Regions from separate parts of the Gossypium hirsutum genome. Here all the other regions are linked to region 1. The links are chromatin contacts, called in public Hi-C maps. All regions are on one chromosome and are shown on one strand. The core of a region is the stretch at or near the end of the contact, and the rest is flanking DNA. Distances in the headings are between cores, read along the strand shown. Region 1 holds the start of LOC107962866. Region 2 holds the start of LOC107962852. Region 3 holds the start of LOC107962858 (translation machinery-associated protein 22).

Region 1 (4,330 bases), core at 793-3,292:
TTCTTGAATTTTGATTTCACTCTATTTCTTTTTTATCTATTAATACCCGATTCATGTTTAATCACTATTCTCACCAAATTCTCCTTGCTAAATTAAATATATTCGTAACCAACCAAGTCACTACAAGTGCAAATTTTAGTGTGCCGCCAACGTGGGGAGCTCTAAGAAAAACAAGTCGAGGGGATACGATGGGTTAACCGCTTGACTAAGTTTTGGTTGTGTAATTGATCAGGATTGGGAGACCCTTAAGGAGAGACGAATAGGAAATGATATTTCCGGAATAGATGTGAAAGCTTCTCATTTCAACTGCCAACTCAACCTTAGTGTAACGTATAGTACGCCAATTACAACTGTTGAAGGAAGGTATGCGCTTGTTTGAAAATTACACAGAATCTAGAAAGTTTACATTAGGCAGTGCGTATGAGTTTTGGATTATAACAACGTTGGACGAGTGCAGAACCAGGAATGGTATTATCATGTATGACTTGACAATAACCTCAACAACAAGAACTGGTACACAAAACCCACAATACCCTTCCATCTCATCTTTGCCAAAACTTTTGACAGTCCTTGTAGGCTAGACAAATTTCTTGAACGTGCAACTACTGAGTAGCCTATCCTGTTAAGTTCTTGAGATGGAGGAAACCCAACCTTGGTGTAAAATAAACTCGGCAACGAGGAATCCTGGCAGGGGAGGAGCTGAAGTTGTTATTAGGGATCACAATGGAAATTGGGTAAAAGAATCATATCGACACATACCACAGGCAACAAGCGTCGAAGCAGAACTCTGGACTTGGTATTATTAATATATATACAAGTATAAGTAGATGCAACTGCTCTAATAAGTCTCATATCAAACACCATTACTTTAATGTGCCAGAATGTGGTGATCTAATTATTGTTTATGGGGAAGCACCCTTACAACTAGCTTCCTTCTTGACAAAACACCCGCAATCTGTAGCTCAAATAGAACAAATAGTTTTGTTTTGAAATTTTTCGTGTGATTAGTAACCAAAATAAACAAAAAAGTCAGCTCATGGAAGAGAATGAATCAAAATTTGCATTTCATGTAAAAACTTCATGCCTTGCGTTATACAACAATCATATTTAGCCTAAAACCCTCAAATTTCTGAAATTTGAAAATTAAAGTAACAAAGACTAAATTAACACCAAAACCCCATTTATCAAAAACAACAATCACAATCAAATGGGCAAAGTGGCGTACTTCCTGCACCAGATTTACTAATACCCAATTCTTCTTCAGTGTAAATTGCAAAACCATCTGCCGTTCTTTTCCGAGGCCGAGAAGAAGGTTCATTGAATCCTCCTTCCCTGTTGGTTTCTTTACTCTTTTTACTCTTCTTTTTCGACAATTTGGGTTTTGAAATTTCCTCGCCGTTCGGTTTCTCGGACCCTTTAGGGTCGGGTTTCTTCCTCTTTTTACCTGCAAATATCTCGTCGATTTCGTTACCAGCCATTTTAGAAGCTGAATTCTTCTGTTCTGGAATAGATTCTTCTTTTTTATTTTCTGCTTTTCTAGAAGGCGTCGTTGAAGAACCCTTCTTCGCCATTAGGTTGAATCTGCAACTTCAAAACAAAAAATTATAGCATACGAAGAACTAAAATCAACAAAAACAAATCTTGAAGAAATATTAAATACATTTATTAAAAGAAAAAATAATACGAATGTTGTGTCAGAGAACACATTATCAGCACTGGAAATCAGACAGGGATAACTGTGATAATATTAAATTTTCTCATCATTCCCAACATCGTTTCAAAAAAAAATTGTTTCAAGGAATCTTCAACGAATAAACGGATTAAATCCCGAAAAAAGAAAAACCCAGAGAAGGAAATATCTTCCTATGGATATAAAAAGTAATTATCACTGGTGCCTCCTACCTCGCAGTGAGATCCTAAAGAGATTACGATATGGTTTTCCCCTAAACGGAAACGAAGCAGCAGAAACAAAACGAAGCAGAGGAGTGTGAGACAAAGTTTATTTGAAACCCTAAATTGGGTATAAGATGATTATATAGAGGCCCTTTGTTTCGGGTTAAGGGTTTAAGGCTGAGCTTTCTCAAATGTTTGGGCTTTTTCTTAGAAAATGGACCTTTTTTCTTTTGGCCTTCTTGTGAATGTAATATAGATTGTATGATTAAATTAATATTTGGGTACTCTAATTTTTTTTTAATATTTAAGTCTAAGTTTGCTATCAGTTTCTATATTATTTGCATATTTAGCATTTTATATTTTATTATTTTTAAAAATAATAATAATCTTTTTACTCTTAATTGAAGTCCAATAATTTCGACAAAAAAATTTAATTAAGTTGGATTAAGTAATATCCTTTTAGAAAATTGTTCGTGATTAACTTTATTACTTTACTTTTAAATAGTAATATTGAATATAATCATTAGATGTGCTCATAAGTTAAGTTGAGTTAAATTCGACCCAAAAATGAGTTTACTTTTTTTGCTCAAGTTCTTAATTTAAGAAAAGTAAACTCGGACTTGACTCGACTTCCCATGTTTGATTTTTTAGATTAATTTTTATTTAAAAATAAAATTTAAAAAAATATATATAATATACTAAAAAATGCTAAAATAAAACTTTTCTAACACATGAAAAGGTATTCATATTTAAAAACACTATTATAATTTATTAAATTGAAAAACACAAATAAATCTAATAAATATTTTATTATATTAAATATAATTTTAAAATTTTATATTTTGAGTTCGGTTATACTTATTTTGAGTTAGGTTATACTTATTTTGAACAAACCCCTCTATCTAAAATAAAATAAAATAAAAAAACTTTGAGGGTTATCAATTAAATTCCAAATAAATATACTAAATTCTAGGGTTAAAAGTAAAAATATTAAAATTGAAATGCGTGACTAATCGATCCACTTATAAATTTAAAATATCGTCAATTAAAAAAGTTATTTTTTTCCAAGAAAATAGAATCATAATGAATTAATTATAATATGTATTAATATTGTAGAGAAACCACATTTAAAGTGATAAAATTATTGCTGGTTGTCATCACAAACCAACGTTTAAGTCCTACGTTACTCATCCCCTTTCATCACTACATCTCAAATTTTCATAAATCTATGGAAGAAATCAGTGTTGGATTTCACCATGTTATGATATAATAATGTTCCCAGGTCTCTCATTACTAATTAAACCTCACTCATACGCCGGGTATGGGAAACTGGGTGGTAAGTGCTTCGACTCTACTACGAAGATTGGACACCTTATCCGTCAACGAAAAATCAGGATACGAGACAAACTTCAAGAACTCTTGGACCTTTGATCCAGAAGCTAATCCCTTAGCCTCAATAGTGATTTGCACGCCCTCATGGATGAAATCAGCAATAGCCGTGAATTCCTTTTCTGTAAATCCTCTGGTAGTCATTGCAGGCGATCCAATGCGAATGCCACCCGGCACAAGTGCACTCTTATCCCCTGCAAATTTTGAGATGTATCAAGGATTGGTATAAAAAGGGAAAAAGTTAATTATAAATGAATGGTAAAAAAGGGGAATAAGGAAGAACTTACCAGGCACCGAATTTTTGTTCAAGGTGATAGAGGCCATGTCAAGTATTTTCTCCACCCGAGCCCCATCAATACCCTGTTGCAGGAGAAGTTCATTGATATAAAGGAGGCAAAAGGAGTTTAGGGTGTCTACAAGAGAATAAAAAAAACAAGAGATCCTACGCCTCTAGACTTGTCAATTGGGCAGATCAGGTTGGTTTTGATCAGGTTTATTTGGGTTTTTGAATTTTTAGGTTTGTCAGTTTAAGGTTCAAGTTATTTAGGTTGGGGCTATTTAGGGCATTTTGCGCCAAGTTATTTTGGGTTCAGGTCAAATTCGAGTTCAGATCAATTTGTATTTGGGTTGGGTGGATTCAGATTGTTGACTTTTTATAGCCAAATTGTGTGAGGTTGGTCGAGTTGAGTCAGGTTTTCAGTTTTGAGTCAATTTCTAAATGCCACTCAAGTTTGCATGTCTCACAGAGATGGTAACTTACCAATGGCCTTAGATCCACAAGCACAAGGTGATTATCACTACCACCAGAAACTAGTGTATAGCCAAGTTCAACCAATCGCCTTGCAAGAGCTCTACAATTAGACACTACCTGCAGCATGAAGTACCCATATTTTGACTTAATCACCACATAACTTTGCCTCTTTATTTTTTATTACTCATCTTTGAAGGAAAGTACCTGATTCTGGTAAGCCTTGAACTCGGGTGATTGTGCATGTTGCAAGCAAACTGCTAGTCCTCCAATTGTGTGGTTATGAGGTCCACCCTGCAT
Region 2 (4,805 bases), core at 1,604-4,103, 890 kb after region 1:
AGGCGGTATTCGCAAGTATACAGGTCAGGTTGTAATATAGTTTTACAACGGAATAGGTAAGTGCTCCGAGGATCGTAACTAAGGGAGGCAAGTACTAAATTAAAATTAACTTAAACGTAAATAGATCTAATTAGTAATTTAAATAAATTATAGTTAGATGATCATAAAGTGAAAAAATATTTGTTTTTATAATAAAAGAAATAAACTTGCATAAACTAATAAACTGGAGAACTAATATGTGAGTCAATCAAATCTAAGCATGGGAGACTAACTCGCTTCGGTGGTCATAACTAATTCTTATTCCGGGTTCTACTCAACCAACTGGTCATTAACCTAGCAGGATTTTTAGATCTTCCACTAAACTAACGAGTCGACAAGAACTACTTATCTCTCGACCTCACAGTCTAGATTGAATTAGGGTAAGGGGTTTATAAATAGGCAATACCAATTTTGGGTTAATTCCCACCTAGATGACTTCCTAGGGTTGTTAGGCCTAAGGTTTAAGTTCTTCCTATCCCAAATAGTTGATCCACTAAGAAACCCTACATAGAAATTAATTAATCCCACGTCCACTCGCTAATCCCCCATAAGAGGATTAGTTCGTCATGGATCCCATAAATAATATAAACTTGATGAATAAAGTAAACATAAGAAATAGATCAAGAGTAAAAGTGAAGGGAAATCCTTATTTGTATTCGAACGATTAAAGTGCAGAAATCCTCAAATAGTTTGTTGAATACACAAGTCAGATTCTTTGCATAACAAAAATAAACTGAAAAGAAATCCTAAGTACAAAAGAAACTCAAAACTGAGAACTAAATTGAAAAGAAAATTCTAAGTTACAAAAAAGATGTTTTTCAAGTGTTTGATCAACCCTATTTATAATATTAGGGTTGGTCTCGTCCCTAGCCCTAGTTCGGCTGACGTTTTTACATTAAATTTCATTGTGCGAACCAAAATGCCCTCAACTCGTTAATGCTTTACGTACAAGGCTGGTGTCGCGACATCCATTGCTCTCTATGTTGTGACATTAAAGTCAGATTGCTTGGCTCAAGCTCAGCTTCAGGGGTGTGTCGTGGCATCCTCTGTCTTTGGATTATTTCTAACTAGGTAATCAAGTATTTTTTAAATTAAAACTTGATAGCGATTGGACTTTTATAATTTAGTCTTTGAGCTTTAATTAACTATTTTCTCTGTTAAATTACTTAATCAATCTTCAATTTTTTTTCATCACAACTTCATTAATCTTTATATTTCATCCTCGCAAACTCAATTTACAGAAATGAAGTTCTGAAACTGTATTTTCTGACACCACTTAAAATCAGGTTGTTACAAGCACTTCCAAAAGATGCATCCATTCATGCGAATAAGTTGTCTATTCATGGCCAAATGAGGCCACCTTCCTGATTATATTTTGTAGAGATAAATGCATCCTTAGTAGCATAATGATCCTAAATAAGTAAACTCCAAAACTTATCCCAAGATAGAGCCCAATAAATCAAGTAAAATCAACACATAAATCACCAAGGCTAAAAGATAAGATAAGCCTTATCCAGTAAGCAAGTCGACCGGCTCTTCTTTAAGCCATCAATTTTGGTCCACAAGGTTGAGACGAAACAAATACATCTTTGGATCCATTTGCTTATGGTAAAATCCTATTAGAAGGCCCAAATAAAAAATGTCAACATCTCACATCACTTCGGTTGTCCTAAGGTCTTGTCTGAATAAGTGTTTGAACAAGAGTCGAAACATCAGTCTTGGACAGCCTTGGTTTAACAATGTTTTTAAGAAAAAATATCAACACCAACAATTTAACAAGAATAATTAATGACTATTCAGACTAATTAATGACATTTATGTCAAATAAAGTATAAGGATTAATAATAATATTTAATCATAATAGAGGAATTGAAACCAAATTATATATAGACATCTATAATTGAAAATATACAAATAATTATTTGATATACTAACAGGGATGGAAATCTTTAACTCCACAAGTGAAGTTGAGGTATTGTCATGTCTTTAATTTTTTTTCTTTTATGAAAGAATGTGTCCTTAAATTGTAGTTAAAAAAGTAATAAATAAGTGAATATGACATGTAGCAAGATCTACACACCGGTTGAGAAGTTAAAAATTTTTATTTTATCGCTTATGTATTAAACAATCACTCAAAAATATAATATAATAATGAAAATGAATATTGATTTAAGCCTGCAGGCTTTAACTTGATAATATTTTGAAAGTTAATTTGATTTATCACCAGATTGTATTGTTGATTGTTTGTATCAAGGTTATAATTTTATCAATAATATAACAGTGTTCTGAATAAAATACTAATGCAGTGGTAAGATTCCATATGGATTTTAAGTCTGTGAACATCAAATTTAGGGTTTGAATCGTATAAAAATTTCCCCAAATTTGTAATGCTTGTTTCCACCTGTGCTACTTGAGTTGATGTAAAGGAAGTTTTCAATGAATTTCAAAAAGAAAAGGAGAATTTGTGTAAGGATTGACTCAATGAGATATAAAAAGAAGTTATTTTTGTATAAAAGATTAAGGAAGAGAGATTGTCTAAAAGTTAAACCCGAGATTAATATAATTGAAATTTTAAACACAGATAGGTTTGGTGAATAAATGAAAGGCAAGAGGCTTAAAGCCATGCCTTCATGTGCCAACTTAGAGAAATTTACCATAATTCAAGATTGGGCCTTCACAAAAGGAAAGAAATTTTATTTTTCTTTTTTTGGATCCTATTTACAGGTCTATGTAATCTGAAAACAGCCTCAGAAAGAAAAAGGGCCTATATAGCCCATGTTGGGAGAAGATAAAGGGAGGGGACACATATGAAACATCGTCAAATTCGAATGAAAACAAATGCAAAATCGAACATAAAGCCGAAGAAAAATATTCCCCGGAAGTATAGAGCAGATCATAAGAAAAAAAAAACCCAAACATAGACAGTGGAAACAGAGAAGGAAAAGTTGACAGTTTTTCTTTCAAAGAAAAAAGAAAAAAAAAAGAGGAAACAATGGTTTGGATGGTGAATCAACAGGTAGGAAGAGGAAGAAGTCGAACATGGGGAGTTGCATTGCTTTGTTGGCTTTTCATCATGTTGGTTACTCCAAAGATCCCACTTTCTTACAGGAACCATCTCTATGCTGACATGCGCAACTTCGTAGGTAACTCTTTCTTTTACATCGTGTTTTCTAAGAAACAAGTGAAGTGAAGTGAAGGTATGGGATGGGATGGGATGGGATGTGGAAAAAAGAAGAAGAGAAAATTGTACATTAAAAGGGAAAATTTGCAAAATTTTATGTTTCCTCATTCTTTGTTTTGCTTATAGGAGTTCCTAACACGTTGAATGTGATCACCAATTTCCCATTTCTGATTGTGGGTGTTCTTGGGTTTGTTCTTTGCCTTGGAGGAGGAAGCTTTTTCAATATAAGGTTGTTTTCTTGCCCCCTTTTTTTAAAAAAAAAATTAGATTTCTTTAAGTTGTAATTTTTAAAGGATAAATTTATGACCATTTGCTGATTAACTGATGTTTATGGACGGTGGATTGGTGGCAGATTGCCAGGAGAGATGTGGGGCTGGCTGCTTTTCTATGGAGGAACTGCTAGTGTGGCTTTTGGTTCTGCTTATTATCATCTCAGGCCTGATGACAATCGAGTACTTCTGGACACCTTGCCGGTTAGCCTTGCAACTTTACTTCTTTATATTCTTTTTATTTGTTCCTCTAGCTTTCGGTTCTTGATGGTTGTTTCCATCATTCAAATGTTGTTCTTAACACAGCTATTTGCCGTAGTTGAAACCATGAACTTCAATATTATATTTTTGTCTATTCTTCGAATTTGCGCTTCATTGCTGAATGCCAAATAGTTGAAATCTCACTTGCTTTGTTTCTAATTTGGTGTTTTTATTGTCTTTTTACATAGAAAGAATCAGAAATTGCAGATGAGTTTCCATTCTATTTCATCCACAATCATAGCCCCTTTGGAATTTTACTACCATATTTCTGTCAAATGCTCCATAACATCAAATTAATTCACATATGTGCAGATGACGATTGCTTATTCCTCTCTTTTTTCTACTTTTATACTCGAGAGACTCGGAGAAAGAATTGGATTAAGTTGCCTTTTTTCACTAGTAGTTCTTGCTGTTCTAAGCACGAGTTATGCAAGGTTTGATTCTTTCTTGAGATGATCTTTTCATCTGTTCACTGAATTGGTCAATGCTTGTCATTCAGATTTCGATTTGTTTTGGCTGAATAAGACTCGATTATTGTTTGCAGAACATTTAATGATCTTCGGTTGTGCATGATATTCCAGTTAATTCCGTGCATTGCTATTCCGATCATGACATTTTTGTTCCCACCTAAATATACCCACTCTAGATACTGGCTTTGGACGGTAGGTATGTCATTTGTCTTCCTTTTCCCGTCTCACATGGAAATCCCACTTCAAGCAAATAATCATGTGGAAAAAGGGTTAGAAATTTGTGGTTTACTACAATTAGCATGCTAGGAGCTGTATGGAATATGCTTCCTTTGGATTGTCTTCTTTAATCTTTATGTCATTTTATACTCTCTCGTTCTCTCTGTTTTCGAAAAGCATTGGGAGTATATTGTATTTTCTTTCCTTGCTCTCAAGAATGTTGGTTTGCTTAAAAATACGATAACAATCTGGTACAGGAGTTTTCATCCTGGCCAAAATGGAAGCTCTAGCTGACATGAAGATATACCGCGCAAATAATTATATTATCAGTGGACACTCCTTGGAGCACCTGTGTTCTGCAATCGCCCC
Region 3 (4,623 bases), core at 2,081-4,580, 980 kb after region 1:
GTAGCTGAAACTGAATTTTAAGATAATGAAAATAAGAGATCTCGATAAGTTATGTCAATTCGAGAAAATGTAAAACCGAATAATAAAAGTGGTCAACAATGATTTTGCATGCAATATTTTTATTGAAATAATGAAATAAAAAGGATGATCCTGAATAAATCTATTGAGAAATATAGATATAGAATTAATTGATCAAAATAGAAAGACGCAACTCAAGTACAATTAAATTCGTGAAGTTTTTGGACTAGTAGTCCAAATATCTAAAGGTATAAAGCTAGTAAGGGTGCAATTGAAGTAGTTTTGCAAAAACGGAATAAAAATATAAAATATTTCGCTAAGTCCTAGCATTGATTATGAAAATATATAATATTCTTTTGTGGTGGATGCAATAACCTTTAGATATATTATTAAATTGACAATTCATAAAAGATTTAACTTGTGTCTAATGGTTATTATTACAACATTTTATGAATCATTATATAGTAAAGTTTATATTAAAATCCTTGAAGGATTTAAGATGCTAGAAGCATATTGAAATTCTTGAGAAATTGTTCATTTATCTGAATTGAAATAATTTGAATATATGTGGTAAATTTGACTTAGTGAATAGTAGTTGAAGGAGGATTATAGAATGATCCAAAATACTTGTTTGTGTTTTTATAAAAGAATCATGATTAAAGTTTGTTATGATTATTGTTGAATCTCCTGAAGTGATCAAAATATATTCCCCCAAATTTCCCTTATTCATGACTTTTAAAAGAATGGTGATATAAATGATTAGCAATACATTCAAATAGTCATTTGAAAAACTAGAATTCAAGATTAAATACGTAGAATATGAGAAAGTATGCAATATTTTCATAAGGGGGAGTAAATATGCATTGTACACTTTTTCCCTTAACCGAGGTTTTGTCTAATTGGGTTTTCTTGGTAAGGTTTTTAATGAGGCAGCATATTATACGTATTATAGATTGTGTACTCTTTTTCCTTCATTAGGTTTTTATCCCACATGGTTTTTCCTAATAAGGTTTTAACGAGGCACATTATCTACCAACGGACATCCAATGGGGAGTGTTATGAATATCTTATTAAGTGGATGTTCATCATGATTAAGATAAAGTTTTAATGTACTTTAAACTCTAATAGTTATTAGAATTAGATCTCTACTTTCTTATGCCTATAAATAGAGACTCTGATGGAGCATTGTAATCATCTCATTGATTAATAAAGTATATTCTCTATTACTTTCATATTTTGTTTATTCTTTATTCTCCCCATCTTTCTTTATTTTATAACAATTATGATTTTTAATTTTTTTAATAATTCCTAAGTTCGAAGATTTTTGGGGTTTTTTCCTCAAATTTTTATGATTTTTTTGGTTTTTAAAAGATTTTTTTAATTTTTTTTTACTTTAATTGACACGGTAGAATGTCATTCGTTGATTTTACCCTTTTTAACAAAAAATATATAGGTGGGTAATGAGGTATATAGAATGAAAGTATAAGGCCAAGCTAATAAAAAAAAATAGTACAAATACCAAAGTGACAATTGAAGTATAATAGAGGGGTCAAAAGAAGAATTAAGCCAATGAAAAATGAGTGCAGTTGTTGAAACCAATGAGACAACATATTTTCCTCCTGCACCCAATATTTTAATTCTCTCACTCTCATAAAAATTCTTAGGTTTGTAAAAGATTTTAGTACTTCTTGACCCCAAAATTGAAAAATATAATTTTCAAGAATCAAGACTGAAAAATATCTCTTTAAATTTCTCTAGTGCTCATTGGTAATTAGCTTCTAACTAGGTTATAATATTCTAATTTTGAAAGTTATATTACTAGTTTATATTCATTATTTTCTTCTTCAATGAAAGATAGCAAATTGTACAAGATCATATGCTAAGCCTAACTCTTAAATTATTGTCACAAACATGTTGAGAAAGTCTAATTGAAAGTATTAAAGCTATAAGAATTCAAGTTCCTTTATTTAAATTAAATGAAGTTAATGATGATCCTAAAATCCAAAGTGAAGTTGAATGTTTAGCAAAATTTTTAAATTTGGTTGGGCATGACTATTTGGTATGGAATATTACTGGCTGTGAATTGGCTAGCAATAGTTTACAATCAAAAGATATGCGAATTGATGTAGCTATAAAACAATTAAAAAGTCTTCTTTAGTTTTTTTGAAAAATACAAGGAGGATGGATTCCAAAATGATACCAAGTGTGCTAAAGAAATAGTTATTGAAAAAGGAAACAGAACCTAAATTCCATGAAAAATACATTATTCTTAGAAATAAATGATTTGATGAGAATGTTGATAATGAAACGATAAAATCTCATCAAGGATTATTTTTTTATACATAGTATGTCAAGTAATTTTATTCTATTAGAATAATAGATTTGAAGATAATTTTGGTTTTTTGTTCAACGTATAAAAATTAAAGTGACTAGATGATGAAAATTTGATTGAATATTTTTTAAAACATGTAAGGGCAAAGTTTTGAAAGAAATTATCAAATTGTAGTTTCTGTTGAGAAAAAATTGATTAGAAGAAATGTTGATTACAATAGTTTAATACATAATTCCGCATCTCTAAAGACTAAATAATAAATTTTAAATAAAAAATAATTACTTAAATTAATTTAAGAGAACTGTTTGTTGCATTAATAGCAGAGTTGATGAACATAAAATCTAAAAGGATGATTAGACATGCGATATGCATCGCCAAATGATTTACATTGTCTAGGCAAAGGATTTAAGGCTTAACAAAAGTTGAGATATCATTAATCACACCTTTTCCGAATTGTGGACGAATTTTCCACCAATATTATAAAACTTTTTTGAAGCTCTATTTTTTAACAAATTTTTTTTTTGAATTTTTAAAAATAATTTGAAAATGTTATGATTTTTTTTAAAAAAATTAAGACTAAATAGAAAAAGATTGAGCTCCAATTATTTAAAATTAGGATCAAATTAAAATAATATATAAATATTAATGGCCAAAATTGTTATTATGTTACTTAGAAAATAGCCACGCCGTCCTTCCTTTAGGTATCTAACGTTTAAGTGACCAAAAAAACACAAATATTGAATACTTTAGTGATTAAATTATAATTTTTTATAATTAAATGATCAAAAATAAAAAGTTTTGTATAATTAAGTGACTAAAAATATAATTTATCTAATATAAACTCGGATTAGCAAAGAGGGCCTGAACCAAATCTAATAACACTGCCACATCTCGGACCAGATTCACTCACTGCCAAGCCCGAGTTAGCCCACTTAGATAGGCCTATTTCCCTAACAAGAAAGAAAGAGAGAATCGGGTTCTCTTTACATCATTGCATGATTGCGGTTGCGTCGCACTGTAACCGGGAAAAAGGAAACGAATTTTTACTTTACGAAAAGAAATCTGGGTTTTGATTATTTACATCCATTATATCCAAAACAAAGGGAAGAAGTAACAAAAAAAAAAAAGAATTGAAGAAATTATGGCAGAGAAACCACAACCAGTGAAAGTTTTATATTGTCCCATATGTTCTCTTCCAGCGGAGTACTGTGAATTCGGCCCTGATTTCGAAAAGTGTAAACCTTGGTTGATCAGCAACGCCCCTGACCTTTACCCACATCTCCTCAAAGGTTTTTTTTCCCCTCTATTTTTCTCTATATTAATTAGTTTGCATACTTGAGTTTTTTTTTTTAATTTTAATCCCATGCCTTTCTGTCTGTTTGCCGATGACAAAGATATTAAAGAAGATGAAATTTTGTTTTTTTGTGGGCTTTTTTGGGGTTTAAATTTGGTTTTTCTTGGAGATATTTTTCTGATATGAATTGATAAATGATTAAAAATTCTTTGCATTTTGCTACTAAATATACACACAAAAACATGTATGCTTAACGTCAATTGTTTTACTATGATTTTAACACCCTTCTATTTGTTTCCTTTTTCTTTTTCTTTTTTTTTTAACTTTGCCTAAACTGTAATTGGAAGGATAAGAGAAGAAAGGCACTTTTTTGCTTTTTTTTTTTTTTAATGTGAGTTTCATAGAGTAAGTTAATTAAAGATTTCTCTTTGATGTTCAGAGGCTAATGAAAAGGAGGGTGAGAAGGTTTCTGAACAGCTGCAATCAGTTGGTATTTCCTCTGCTGCTGAAGGGGCAGCATCTTCAGCTCCACCAGGTTTAAATGATCTTTATATGGAAATATAAATATATTTTATCACAAATAATTCGTTTAAAAAAGTTTTATTCATCTTTTTTTTCATTTTCACTGATCCAATGTTTGTTTTCAATTTTCAGGGAGCACAGTGTCATCTAAACAAGAAGATGTAAAACGTCTTCCTGGTGGAAAAATAAAGAAGAAAGTAAAGTTCCTTCTTTTTCAATTTTTTTCTCCTCAGGCATTATATGCTCATAATATTTATAGGGTGTTTTGAAGCTTTTGATTCCCAATGTTTAAAATTTAAATACCTTTCCATTAATTAGCTTAGGTAACCTGCAAGGATGAATGCTACAATATTTCATGGAACCAATTCTTCTGTTTCCTTTTCTTTTCTTTAATTTTTTGGTTATTGCTTGTGGATCTCTTACATACAAGGTTTGTTTATTATATGTGAGAATAACA

Evidence for each region. Hi-C and Micro-C count contacts between places; a contact is called where the count stands out from the background.
Region 2: a Hi-C map of fibers shows a contact between it and region 1, with 7 times the contacts expected there. The contact joins the promoter of LOC107962852 here to the promoter of LOC107962866 in region 1. A contact is called at or near these places in 18 of 34 Hi-C or Micro-C datasets (anther, callus, fibers and 4 more).
Region 3: a contact with region 1 is called in a Hi-C map of leaf, with 5 times the contacts expected there. The contact joins the promoter of LOC107962858 here to the promoter of LOC107962866 in region 1. A contact is called at or near these places in 15 of 34 Hi-C or Micro-C datasets (callus, hypocotyl, leaf and 1 more).

Annotation. Positions count from the first base shown.
Region 1 is chrA06:30,760,449-30,764,778 of Gossypium_hirsutum_v2.1, reverse strand. It overlaps LOC107962866, which reads right to left and starts at 2,042. Exons shown (of 2, transcript XM_016899420.2): 1 at 1,903-2,042; 2 at 1,040-1,581. The coding sequence starts at 1,571. The coding sequence ends at 1,185. LOC107962865 (serine hydroxymethyltransferase 3, chloroplastic) reads right to left here. Exons shown (of 11, transcript XM_016899419.2): 8 at 4,238-4,324; 9 at 4,043-4,150; 10 at 3,570-3,642; 11 at 2,978-3,476. The coding sequence ends at 3,202. LOC121231293 (small nucleolar RNA R38) reads right to left here and starts at 1,772; the gene lies at 1,688-1,772.
Region 2 is chrA06:29,869,260-29,874,064 of Gossypium_hirsutum_v2.1, reverse strand. It overlaps LOC107962852, which reads left to right and starts at 2,853. Exons shown (of 7, transcript XM_016899396.2): 1 at 2,853-3,182; 2 at 3,347-3,449; 3 at 3,573-3,693; 4 at 4,063-4,184; 5 at 4,295-4,416; 6 at 4,694-4,805. The coding sequence starts at 3,032.
Region 3 is chrA06:29,778,591-29,783,213 of Gossypium_hirsutum_v2.1, reverse strand. It overlaps LOC107962858 (translation machinery-associated protein 22), which reads left to right and starts at 3,330. Exons shown (of 7, transcript XM_016899411.2): 1 at 3,330-3,639; 2 at 4,084-4,179; 3 at 4,299-4,363. The coding sequence starts at 3,492.